4 separate regions of the Mus musculus genome follow, and regions 1, 3 and 4 are each linked to region 2. Evidence: chromatin contacts called from public HiChIP or PLAC-seq and promoter capture Hi-C data. All regions are on one chromosome and are shown on one strand. The core of a region is the stretch at or near the end of the contact, and the rest is flanking DNA. Distances in the headings are between cores, read along the strand shown. Region 1 overlaps Dlgap4 (DLG associated protein 4). Region 2 holds the start of Epb41l1 (erythrocyte membrane protein band 4.1 like 1). Region 3 holds the start of Spag4 (sperm associated antigen 4). Region 4 holds the start of Cpne1 (copine I).

Evidence for each region. Promoter capture Hi-C pulls out the DNA fragments that hold promoters and counts their contacts. HiChIP or PLAC-seq counts read pairs in DNA pulled down with a chosen protein or histone mark.
Region 1: a contact with region 2 is called in an H3K27ac HiChIP or PLAC-seq map of embryonic stem cells, with 2.4 times the contacts expected there. The contact joins the enhancer-like site here to the promoter of Epb41l1 in region 2. A contact is called at or near these places in 12 of 39 promoter capture datasets (3T3-L1-derived adipocytes, the C10 cell line, the HPC-7 cell line and 5 more), 6 of 484 Hi-C or Micro-C datasets (the G1E-ER4 cell line, the HL-1 cell line, embryonic stem cells and 1 more) and 4 of 115 datasets of contacts at active chromatin or transcription factors (embryonic stem cells and pancreatic cancer cells).
Region 3: a contact with region 2 is called in a FOXA1 HiChIP or PLAC-seq map of pancreatic cancer cells. The contact joins the promoter of Spag4 here to the promoter of Epb41l1 in region 2. A contact is called at or near these places in 2 of 39 promoter capture datasets (hematopoietic stem and progenitor cells and liver), 1 of 115 datasets of contacts at active chromatin or transcription factors (pancreatic cancer cells) and 1 of 9 other capture datasets (liver).
Region 4: a promoter capture Hi-C map of liver shows a contact between it and region 2, with 2.1 times the contacts expected there. The contact joins the promoter of Cpne1 here to the promoter of Epb41l1 in region 2. A contact is called at or near these places in 1 of 39 promoter capture datasets (liver) and 1 of 115 datasets of contacts at active chromatin or transcription factors (memory CD8 T cells).

The regions. Positions count from the first base shown.
Region 1 is chr2:156,689,733-156,692,432 of GRCm38.p6, reverse strand. All of the region lies in intron 2 of Dlgap4 (DLG associated protein 4), which reads right to left. Among named protein-coding and RNA genes, the nearest start is that of Gm34111, 17 kb to the left of the region's middle. Within about 2 kb of position 1,407, at least 11 of the 459 cell types and tissues checked have an H3K27ac peak or open chromatin away from gene starts, as enhancers often do. A contact at or near this core is called in embryonic stem cells, where this site is marked.
Region 2 is chr2:156,419,743-156,422,442 of GRCm38.p6, reverse strand. Epb41l1 (erythrocyte membrane protein band 4.1 like 1) reads right to left here and starts at 1,352. Exons shown (of 25, transcript NM_001368800.1): 1 at 1,144-1,352.
Region 3 is chr2:156,063,862-156,066,561 of GRCm38.p6, reverse strand. Spag4 (sperm associated antigen 4) reads right to left here and starts at 1,349. Exons shown (of 12, transcript NM_139151.4): 1 at 891-1,349; 2 at 324-428. The coding sequence starts at 1,200. Gm39970 (a long non-coding RNA gene) reads left to right here and starts at 1,948. Exons shown (of 3, transcript XR_866890.1): 1 at 1,948-2,557.
Region 4 is chr2:156,110,707-156,113,406 of GRCm38.p6, reverse strand. It overlaps Cpne1 (copine I), which reads left to right and starts at 1,442. Exons shown (of 16, transcript NM_170590.3): 1 at 1,442-1,621. Rbm12 (RNA binding motif protein 12) reads left to right here and starts at 1,442. Exons shown (of 3, transcript NM_029397.3): 1 at 1,442-1,621.

The sequences.
Region 1 (2,700 bases), core at 158-2,657, 270 kb before region 2:
TTCCCACACAGCCCTTTGAGGTCTGTCTCCAGAGTGAGAATCAGGCACAAAAAAAAAAAAAAGATATTTACAAGGCCGCACAAGGCAGGGCTAAGATTTGAACCCAGGCACTCCCCAGCCCACTCTTCATGCTGCCCCTCAGGTTTCTAATTTGCCACCATTTCCCAAAGCCTCTGGTTGGTGCCACGCTCAGGGGACACTATCTCTAACTGCCTGTTCAGCAGGCAAGACGTCACCAGGTTGGCCTGAGGGGTTTGGAGAAGGTGGCACAGGGGGCCTGCTGACCTGCCCTTTGGCTGAGAGCTCTGGCTAAGAGTAGGCAGACCCTGGAGGCTCGTTTCACTCTGCCCTCTGCTGAGGGCGCATCCTGGAAGGTCAGGCTGGCAAACAGCACAACAGAATGGTCAGAACGCAGCCACCGCCAGCACATTTAATTCAATTCCTCCAGCCTTTATGGGGCCTGCTCTGACTCACACAGTCGCTCAAGCCTGTGGTCAAGTCCGAGAGGCAGAAATACACACAGCAATTAGAAAACACATAAACACACATCCCAGGGAGTGTCAAAGCTGGGGCGCAGCCCAGGGTGGGGAGAGATTAGTAGTTACTGGGGCGATGAAAGGGCTCCCTAGAGGAGAGCGCATGCCAGCCAGCCAGGTCTCTGAGGGTCAGTAACATCCAATGTGTATGTGTGTCTGTCTGTCTGTGTACATGTATGCAAATGCTATTCAGCTATATATGTGTGGAGGCCAGCAGTCAAGCTCATGTACGTACCTTAGGTACCGCTCACTTGGTTTTTCTTTCTTTCTTTCTTTCTTTTTTTTTTTTGAGACAGTGTTTCCCATGGACTTGGACCTCACCAAGCACACTAAGCTGGCTCAGCAGCAAGCCCCAGGGATCTATTTGGTCTCTGTCTCCCCGGTGCTGTGATGATAGGTGTGATGATAGGCCTTTTATATGGGCATTGAGGACCAACACACACACACACACACACACACACACACACACACACACTCACACATCTCCCAATCTGATGACCACAGCATAACAGGCACTGAGCCACAAATGTCTAGCTGAACTGCTCTGAAAGTCCAGGACCACAGAAACCACGAGGTAACAAACATTTACTGAATTGGGGGAGGGGGGACAAAGCAATAGATAATCACTGCCTATTTCGGAAAAAGTGTTGATGGGTGGGCGGGCTCAGTACTTCCCTAGCAGTTGCCCCCCCTCCTTGCAACTCAAGCTCTCTGGAGCCCCAGCTTGGCCCTCTGGGGTCACAGAGAACATGGGTTCCCTCCGTCCTGGGCCAGCTACAGCAGAATTGCATCCTGCTGTGGTCTGAGTGTGTCTGTCCTCCAATATCCACTGGAATGTAATGGCCATTGTGATGCTATTGAGAGTAGGTCCTAAGGCTGGACCACCTTTGTGTGAACTCACTTGCTTGCCCTTGCTTGCCCTTGCTCCCTCCTCCTCCCTTCACATTAGCCCTCAAACTCGATCCACTAGTTTAGGTCCTTACCAGGGGTTGCCCTTTGACCCTGAACTTCTTATCTCCTCAGAACAGTGAGCCAACACACTTCTACTTGTTAGAAATGACTTAGACTGGAGTCTGTAAAGGGCTTGCCATGCACAAAGCCCTCCCAGCACTGGAAGTGTGTGGCCCAGCAAGGTGGTGTACACCTTTCACCCCAGCATTCAGGAAGCAGAGACAGGCAGATCTCTGTGAGTTCCTCTGGTCTACAAAGCTAGTTCCAGGACAGCCAGGGCTTGTTACACAGAGAAAGCCTGTCTCGAAAAACTACAACAACAAAAGCAAACAAAAGTAAAACAAAGCGTCGCTATCCCAAGTCTCCCAAAGCGAAGGCAGGAGGCCCTCAGAGTCGTGGCCAACGTCTGTTTCACAGTAAGACCCTGTTTCAAAGGCTGGGGAGAGATCTTGGTGGTAGAGCGCTTGCCTAGCCCTGGCTTCTATACCCAGCACAGAAGAAGAAAACAATCGCCCAGGAACACCTCTGGCTCCTTCTTGGAGCTGTACAACCCTGAGCAGAGCTATCTTCCTAATCCTTCACCGTCCTGTGCTCCCTCCTCAGGCTACTCCGAGCTTCTGCAGGACAGGGCACTCAGTCAGCAGGATGTAAATGAGTTACTGTGTGATGATCCATCCCTGTTACATAGGCCCTCCAGTCACCGGACACATTGGCCCATGTGACAGATCTGCATAGGTTCCATTTTACAGAAGGGGAAACTGAGCCCACAGAGGTGATGGGGCTTGCCTTCGCGTTCATTTTGCAGCTGGGCATAGTTTCTCAGTCTGTAGGACTTTGGTGTAGCAGAAACCCTCACTGTGGCCTTGACTCCAGTCATGCTGAGCTTCCTTGTTCTTTGAGCTCATAAGCACTTTGCTACCTCAGGACCTTTGCATGTGCAGAGCCAGGTTCTTAGGATACTTTGCCCAATTCATAGGCTGGTACAAGCACCACCACTTTGGGGGTACAGAGGCCATTGACCCTGTACCTGCATGGAAGTTCCCTTCTCTTCCCCACATAGCACAGCTCACCTATGTCTGATGTGGTCTTTGTGTCCATTCCTATTCCCATACCTTCTGGGCTATGAGCCCTGAAAGTACGTTTGGATTGTTCTGTACAAGGCTGTGTCCTCAACACCAGTGCCATGCTCAGTGTGGCACAAAGGAGCATGGAC
Region 2 (2,700 bases), core at 103-2,602:
AAAAAAAACAAACCAGATATACCAGAACTTATCAAAACAAATGCACATATACATCCAGAGATATTTTGTTTATTCTTCATCAGTAAAATGTACAAATGCACCTAAATGCACAAGAAATATACAGGGAGAATGCACACACTCACCCAGACTAGACATGCATGCAGTGCCCAAAACATGGGGGAAGAGATACAGAAACACATCTCTCTCAAAGTATGAAGACCTTCTGAGAGGGGATTCCTTGGAGTGGGGCGCTGGCCATTTAAGATAGTGATCAGTTTTACTAGTCTTTGTAGGGTACCTAGGCTGCTGCCCTTCCGAACAGTGTCCAGGGTGAGGGTGGAGGGTACCTAACCAGGCTGGGCTGTAGCTGGCCAGGGTGATGGTCGTTACACAGCAAGGAAACATATCACAGAACCCCGCTGAGGGGCCTCTGTTGCTTCTACCCACACCCATGCCTGCGCACAGACACACCCTCTTCACACCTAATCCCCCACCCCACCCCTCACAAACACACACCCGGGATTTGAGCAGGCCACGCCCTCTGCTTCAGCTCAGCTGGGAGCCAGGCTCCACTGGCAGTAGGGCTCTCCCGTACCCCGGGTGTGGCTGCCCACCTGCCAGCAGGGAGTCTCCACTCAGCTAAGACGCCCCCGCCGCTGCTGCTACCCACTTCCTCGGCCAGTGCCGGGCTCCGGGCGACGCCAGCGCCTCGGCTGCCGCCCCCACCCCCTTCCTCCCGGCAGTGCGGAGACAAAGCCGAGCACACGCACACAGGGGCTACGCGGGTGCACACCCGCCCTCACACGCGCACACACACGGGGAGTCACACTGGCGTGCACACAGCGAAACACACACACACGAACACTCACATACACCCGCCATAGGCTTCAGCCACAAGCGAAGCCATCATCAGCATAGGCACACTGCCTCATCCAGATGTACACACTGTTACACATTGGGACACACCCTCTCTAGGCACATCTCCGGATAAGCAAACCAGGGCACACAGACCCTTACCAGATTAGTACACCACCCAGCCCCTTACTCAGATGCACACGCACGTACACACCACTTGCACCGACCCACAGACACACGCGCGTTCACATTAAACGCACACCCGGAGATGTGGACCCCGACACGTACCCGCAAAGACACGAATCGTAGCTTCGGCCACGCACGTCCTCCAGCACGCGAGCTCGGGACGTAGCAACAGCCTGCTCGGTCTCCGCGCCCTGCTAACCTGGCGGCGGCGGCGCGGCTTCCGGGAGCCGTCTGTCTGTCTGTCTCTGAGTCCCTTCGTCCAGTGGCCGCCCAGGCAGGCTCCAAGACGCTCCGGAGCTGCGCAGAAATGCCCCGCTCGCTCTCTCGCTCGCTCGCTCGTTCGCTCCCTCCCACGGCGCTCAGCCCCCTCCCCGCCCGCTCCGCACACCCCCTCTCCCCCTCTGCCCCGCCCCGCCAGCTCCCTGGGAGGAGGCGGCGGCGATCCGGGCCAGGCAGCGTCCGAAGGGTGTGCGAGTAGCGAGCGCGACCCACTGGCCCCAAGAGCCGAGCTGCCCAGGAGCAGGCGCGTCCGATCCCAGGGAGGGGAACTCGGAGGGGTGTGCGCCCCGCGAGCCCGCGCCGCTGGCTTCCCCCACGTGGGACAGACGCCCACCAGAGCCTAGGCAGAGCTCAGAGGCCGAGGCGAGCAGCGGGACCACGAAGACGAGACTCTCCACGGAGCCTCCTCTCCCTCCAGGTCCCAGCCCCGTGGGCTCGGCCTTACTCCACCTCCTAGAGAGTCGCCACCGGCACCAAGTCTGCTTCACCTCGCCTTTGACTGAGAGCTTGGCGTTCAGGCCGGTAGCCTGGGCTAACCTGGGGGACCAGCAGCACCACTGGCCTCCACTCCCTCCAGCAGGGACCTGGCCGACGCCCACTACCCTTCAGCCTCCCTCCTATTGTTCGGGCGGCCTAAGCTGCGGAGCTGTGGAGGACCACGCAGCTCTTTCCAACCAGTCTGAGGTGGCAGTCCTTTGGCACTCTTTGGAAGCAAGGGCCGAGCCCCTGGTCCCAAGACCCTGGGGACCCACAGGCCCAAGCATGCCCAAAGTCAAGCGTTTCTCTGAATTATGATTATATCCGCCCTGGACCTTACAGGCTCCTGCCGGAAGGTACTGCTTTGAACACACACGTAAAGCTAAGCATAGGAAAAGGACAAAGTAACGAAAACAGTGAACCTAGAATAGTATCCATAGAAGGTAGGGCGTCTATGGGGTTAGCTGAAGAAACTGAGCTTGGGTTCCCAGAGCAAGGGCCAGACCTCAGAAGGCCAGGAATACCAAGCCTCCTTTGTTAGACTTTGAAGGGAAGAAAAGGAAGAAGTAAATGTAAGAACTTACCGGGTTTTATTAGAGGCCTCTGCATGGGTAACAACCTAGGCAAATGACTCCAAAATGTAAACACCTTCACCTCTTGTGACCTTACCTTATCTTAAGTGGTAGCTGGGATCCACCTGAGTCTGCCCCAGGTAGCACAGAATCAAAGGCTAGGCCAGTAATTCTGGTTCTTCACTGCGGTCCCATCTCCTCCTCCCCACCCCCACCACTCTGCTACAGGATGCTAAGAGCAGATTGGAATCAAACAGCTGAATAGATAAATCCAGAAGGGGAGGCCTGGTTTGGACCTCCAGGGACATTGATAAACTGAGAGGACAAAACT
Region 3 (2,700 bases), core at 100-2,599, 360 kb after region 2:
GACGGAGACCGGAGAAGCAGCTCAGAGAGGGTGATCCATGAAGGTGAGGTAGTGCAGGTTCAGAAGGGCTCAAGAGAAGCCGGGGTGGGGACTGGGGTGGTGCGGAGGACAAGAGTCTGGGGCTCAGGAGGCAAGGGTCGTTTGGGGAAATGAGCTGAGGCTGGACACTAGGGCACAGGCTCGAGGAGGAGAACTGGGAACAGGGGCGGGGGTCCGAGAGCAGAGGTCAAAGGGCATCTGGGCTGGTTTCTCTGACTCAGACTCAGCAGAAATGGGGTTCTGAGTGCCAAGGTCAGAGGGGATGGGGCTGGCCTGGCTCGTACTCAGGAAGCTCTTGGACACCCTCGGGGTAGGCATCTCCTGCCTCAGATCCAGGATCGGGAGAAGGTTGAGTTGTTCCTCCAAAACTACAGAAGATCCAGACGGTTCTGCAAGAGCCCAGGGCACCATTGAGGTTTTGTGCACCACAGGCCCGCTCTTCCCCTCGGGGCCCGGGCGCAGGCTCCTGACCCTAGTGCCAAACAGCTGGGCAGCCTCTCAAACAGGCTTTTAGTCCAGGCCTTTGCCCCAGGTCACACTCCCTGCACACGCCCAGACCCGGAGCTGGAGAGTCTCAATCAGTGGAAACCGCCCCCCAGTCTGAGTCCCCGTGCGGCCGGACTAGGGTCACACTCACGCCGGCCCTGCGGCACCTCCTCAGCCATGCCCAGGCACAGGATTTCCTCCGCCCCCTCCCGGGACCGGCCATGGCACCGAGCTCGCCCCCGAGGGACACGTGTCGAGCACGTCCCCTCGTGAGCCAGGTCGGGGCTTCTGCACCCAGGTCCGCGCCGGGCCCCGCCCCCGAGCCCGCCCCGCCCTCTCGCCCCCGGGTTCGACCCCGCCCGCACCCGAGGCCCCGCCCCTCACGGTTGCCGCGCCACAGGCGGTCTGCCCATTGTGGCTCCGAGGCGCCAGCTTCGGCCGAGAGCTTCCTGCCCATGTGTCTCCTCCGGGCATTCCTGGGCTTAAGGCGGGCTCACCACAGCTCGAGCCCCGGGCCCTTCTGCCCTCGGGCTCCCCGAGCTCCGGCCCAGCGGACCGGCGCCCATTGCTGTCCCCCGAAGTCGCGCTGTGGGAACTATTGCTGTTCTCGCTGTAGAAGTTGGGTGTGTGATTATGAGAGGATGCGGCCGAGCCTGAGCGGGGGCTCCGCCGCATCCTGACCTGGGCTACCCCTCTGGGAAGCCGAAGTCGCCGCAGCCAAAGCCCTCGGCCCTTCCTCAGCTGCCTCGCGCCGCAGGGTAGCACCCTGCGTGAGCCCCGCGGCGGCTCGGCCGACCCTCCCGCTGCTGTGCTGTTGTCACCGTCACAGAGGAGCCGCGTCACAGAGCGCCCGTGACGTCACTGGGAGCCAGCAGCCCATCCCCCTTTCCTGATACATTTTTGTTCATGGTTTGGGTGTGTGTGTGTGTGTGTGTGTGTCCATCCAGAAGTTGATCTCTGCTGCTGTCTTCTCCTGCTCCCCACCTTAGCTTTCGAGATAGATTCTCTCTTTCTGAACCTGGGGCTCACTTTTTTGTTTTGTTTTTTCAACTAGGCCCCAGCGGTTCTCAATCTTCCTAATGCTGCGACCTTTAAATACAGTTCCTCATGTTGGGTGACCTCCAACCATAAAATTATTCTCATTGTTATTTCATAACTATATTTTTGTTGGACTGGAAAGGTGGCTCAGCGGTTAAGAGCACTCACTGCTCTTCCAGTGGTCCTGAGTTCAATTCCCAGCAACCACATGGTGGCTCACAACCATCTGTAATGGGATCCGATGCCCTTTTCTGGTGTGTCTGAAGACAGCAACTGTGTACTCATATACATAAAATAAATAAGTCTTTAAAAGAAAACCTGTAATTTTGCTACTGTTATGAATAAACTTTTGGAGATAGAGGTTTGCAAAGGAGGTCCCGACCCACAGTTTGAGAACCATTGAACGAGGGCTGGGACGACTCCATGGTTCCACTTGTCCCTACTCCCACAGAGCTTCAGTGACAGGCAAGTACCACAGCACCCTCTGTTTATGTGGATTCGGGGTTTACAAGCAAGTCCTCATGCTTAGGCAGCAAGCGTGAGGTTTATCCACTGGGCCATCTCAACTCCTCCTCTCTGTTCTGAGTCACGGTCTCTTACAAGTTTGACTAGAGAGCTAACCAACGGGTCCTAGGGATTCTGCTGTTTCTCTCTCTTCAGAGTCGGGATCACAGTCCCCTGAGCTCTGGTCTGTCGCTTTTTACCTACAGTGCTGGGTATCTGCACATGGGTCCCCGGGCTTCCGCACATTTTATTGATTATGACATTGCCCCAATCTCCTATGTAATTTAGACAAGAGGTTTTGCTTTGATTCTTTTGCTAGCCTGGTACTGGATATATAACCCAGGATGGTCCCGAGTCAGGACCATACTCCCGGTACAGTCTCCCAAGCCTGAGACTATGGGCATGTCATCATGTCCATCATGACCAGCTACAATGGCACCTAGATTTTGTTCACTTCTGTATCCTGCAGTACCTAGACGGGTCTAGCCTGGTAAGTGCCCTAGTATTTAGGGAAGCAGTAAATATTAGGAAGGAACAGAGCATCATCCAACACACTAAAACATTTATTATGGCCCCTCCTATTCACTTTTAAAACAGAGTCTCACTATGCAGCCAAAGCCAGTCTGGAGCTCA
Region 4 (2,700 bases), core at 193-2,692, 310 kb after region 2:
ATCCCTCTTATTTGCCCGCGCGCATGCGCTCTCTCTCTCTCTCTCTCTCTCTCTCTCTCTCTCTCTCTCTCTCTCTCTCTCTCTCTCTCTCGCACACACACACACACAAAATCAAGGGGCAGAGTCTGGTAGAGCCTAGGTCTCCCTGTATAATCAAATACTGGGGATTATAGGAAATATTGAAAGATATTTTACTCTTTTTATATTTATTTTTATTAATGTCTCTGTGTGAGAGTTTGTACATATTAGTGTCGCTGCCTACAGAGGCCAGAGGAGGGAGTCAGATTTGAGGCTGGAGTTACAGGAGGTTGTGAGCCACTCCATGTAGCTCATAGAATTTAAGATGCCAGGAAGAGCAGTATGAGCTTTTAACCTTTGAGACATCTCTCCAGCCCCATGGCAGAAGAATATTTTCTCTTCCTTCCTTCCTTCCTTCCTTCCTTCCTTCCTTCCTTCCTTCCTTTCTTCCTTTCTCTCTCTCTCTCTCTCTCTCTCTCTCTCTCTCTCTCTCTCTCTCTCTCTCTCTCTCTCTCTCTCTCTCTCTCTTTCTTTCTTTCTTTCTTTCTTTCTTTCTTTCTTTCTTTCTTTCTTTCTGTGTGTGTTTAAGACAGGGTTTCTCTGTGTAGTGCTGGCTGGTCTCAAACTCAGAAATCTGCCTGCCTCTGCCTCCCAAGTGCGGGGATTAGAGGCTTGTGCCACCACTGCCAAGCAGGATTATTTTCTCTTTCTTTCTTTCTTTCTTTCTTTCTTTCTTTCTTTCTTTCTTTCTTTCTTTCTTTCTTTCTTTCTTTCTTTCTTTCTTTCTTTCTTTCTTTCTTTCTCTTCCTTCCTTCCTTCCTTTTTCTTTCTTTCTTTCTTTCTTTTCTTTCTCTCTCTTTCTTTCTCTTTCTTTCTTTCTTTCTTTCTTTCTTTCTTTCTTTCTTTCTTTCTTTCTTTCTTTCTTTCTTTCTTTCTTTCTTTCTTTCTTTCTTTCTTTCTTTCTTTCTTTCTTTCTTTCTTTCTTTCTTTCTTTCTTTCTTTCTTTTTTGGTTTTTCGAGACAGGGTTTCTCTGTATAGTCCTGGCTGTCCTGGAACTCACTCTGTAGCCCAGGCTGGCCTCGAACTCAGAATTCGCCTGCCTCTGCCTCCCATTTTTTTTTTTTTCAATAGTCAAAAAAAGGTTCAAGCTTTTGCTTCTTGGTGCGTTTAATCCTCAAGACAGTTCTGCAGTGAAGGCATTGTTTTTCTCCCTTCACGGGGGTCTCCAAGAGCCAAAGGAGCCTGTACTTTAAAAGCTCTGCAAGGAACCTTGGACAATAGCTTCAGGTCTGACTTTGCAAACAGCTACTAAAATACCGGGTTCACCACAAATACCTGCAACTTCCGAGCTTTTGCCCCCACCCCAAATCCTCAGCGCGCCTGCGTCTCCCATCAGGTGACGTCGGCAGCGGCGCCCCGCCTACTCCGGGAACGCGGAGCGCCGGAGCGGGCGGGCGGCCATTTTGTGAAGCGGCTGTGGAGGTGTTGGCTGCAGTGGGCTCCGGGAAAGCCGTTCGGGCTGGGGCTGTCGGCCGCAGGGCTGAGGCACTCGCGCGGGGGGTAACTCGGGTCTGGGTTCTGGTGCCGCGCAAGCTCTCCCCGGTAAGACTCCCGCAGCCCCGGAACGGGCGGGGCTGTGCGGGGCTCGAGCCGCCTCCTTGGTGCCTCGGGGCGGGGCCTTCCCAGGCCTCGGAGCCCGCGGCCGCGAGCGCCCAACACAAAGGGTCGCGGCGGGGCTGCGGGGGTCCTGGGGCGCCGCTCACGCTCCGGGGCCTCCGAGGATGCGAAAGGTGGAGTCTGCGTGCCGAAGTGGGAGCAGGGCCTTAGCGGGGATGCCCGGTGGTCCTGAGAGGGGAAGCGGCCAGCATCGGGTGGCCTCGCGGCCTGCGAACTACCGGGTCGGGGGGGGGGGGATTGCGATGAAAACGCCTGCACGCTTAGTGGGGAAGGCTTCGTTGGCTTTAAGCGGGAACGAGGTTTTAACTCTCACCTCTGCCCCGAAGTGAAGAGGTCCTAGTGGCCTATGACCTGCAAAAGTGGACTACACTAGGGACATTCCTATGGGGAGGAAAGGTGTCCTGGGAGGCTGGGAACCGGTCGCTTTTAGGGCCTGGAGGTGCAGGGATTGCAGTGTATAGCTTCCTAGGTCTAGCGCTGAGGAGGGGCTTCCTAAGTGTAGGTGATTGGAGCCGCCCTGTAGGTCGGAGAGGCTTGAAGAATTGTAGCTAGGATGGCTGGTCCTTGATTCCCAACTAGGGGAGGGGCTGCTATCTGCAGCACCTTTGGGAGTTGGAGGAAGGAGGGTGGGTGTCTTAGATAGCTTACTTACTGTCTGAAGGTTGGCGGCGCCACTTTGCAGCCGCGTAAAATAGAAGGAAAGGCATTTTAAAGATCTACAGGTTAGTATTGGGGTATGGACTAACGTAGCAGGTTGGAGTGCCCGTGTTAGTAAGCGAGTTAGTAACCTAAGTGTGTGTTTTATTGGAAGTTCTAAGGAGTCCCCTGTGGTTTATTCAAGTGCTAAAGATCCATTCATTCTGGTAGATAAAGTTGCGAATTACAGGCTGTGTTGCAGAAGTATTCTGGGTCCTAAAGCCTTCTTGGCTCCTAGATTCCGAGATGACTGAGTGTGTGCAGTTGGCAGAAACCATTTTATTGTGTACGTTAAGATTTAAGTTGAT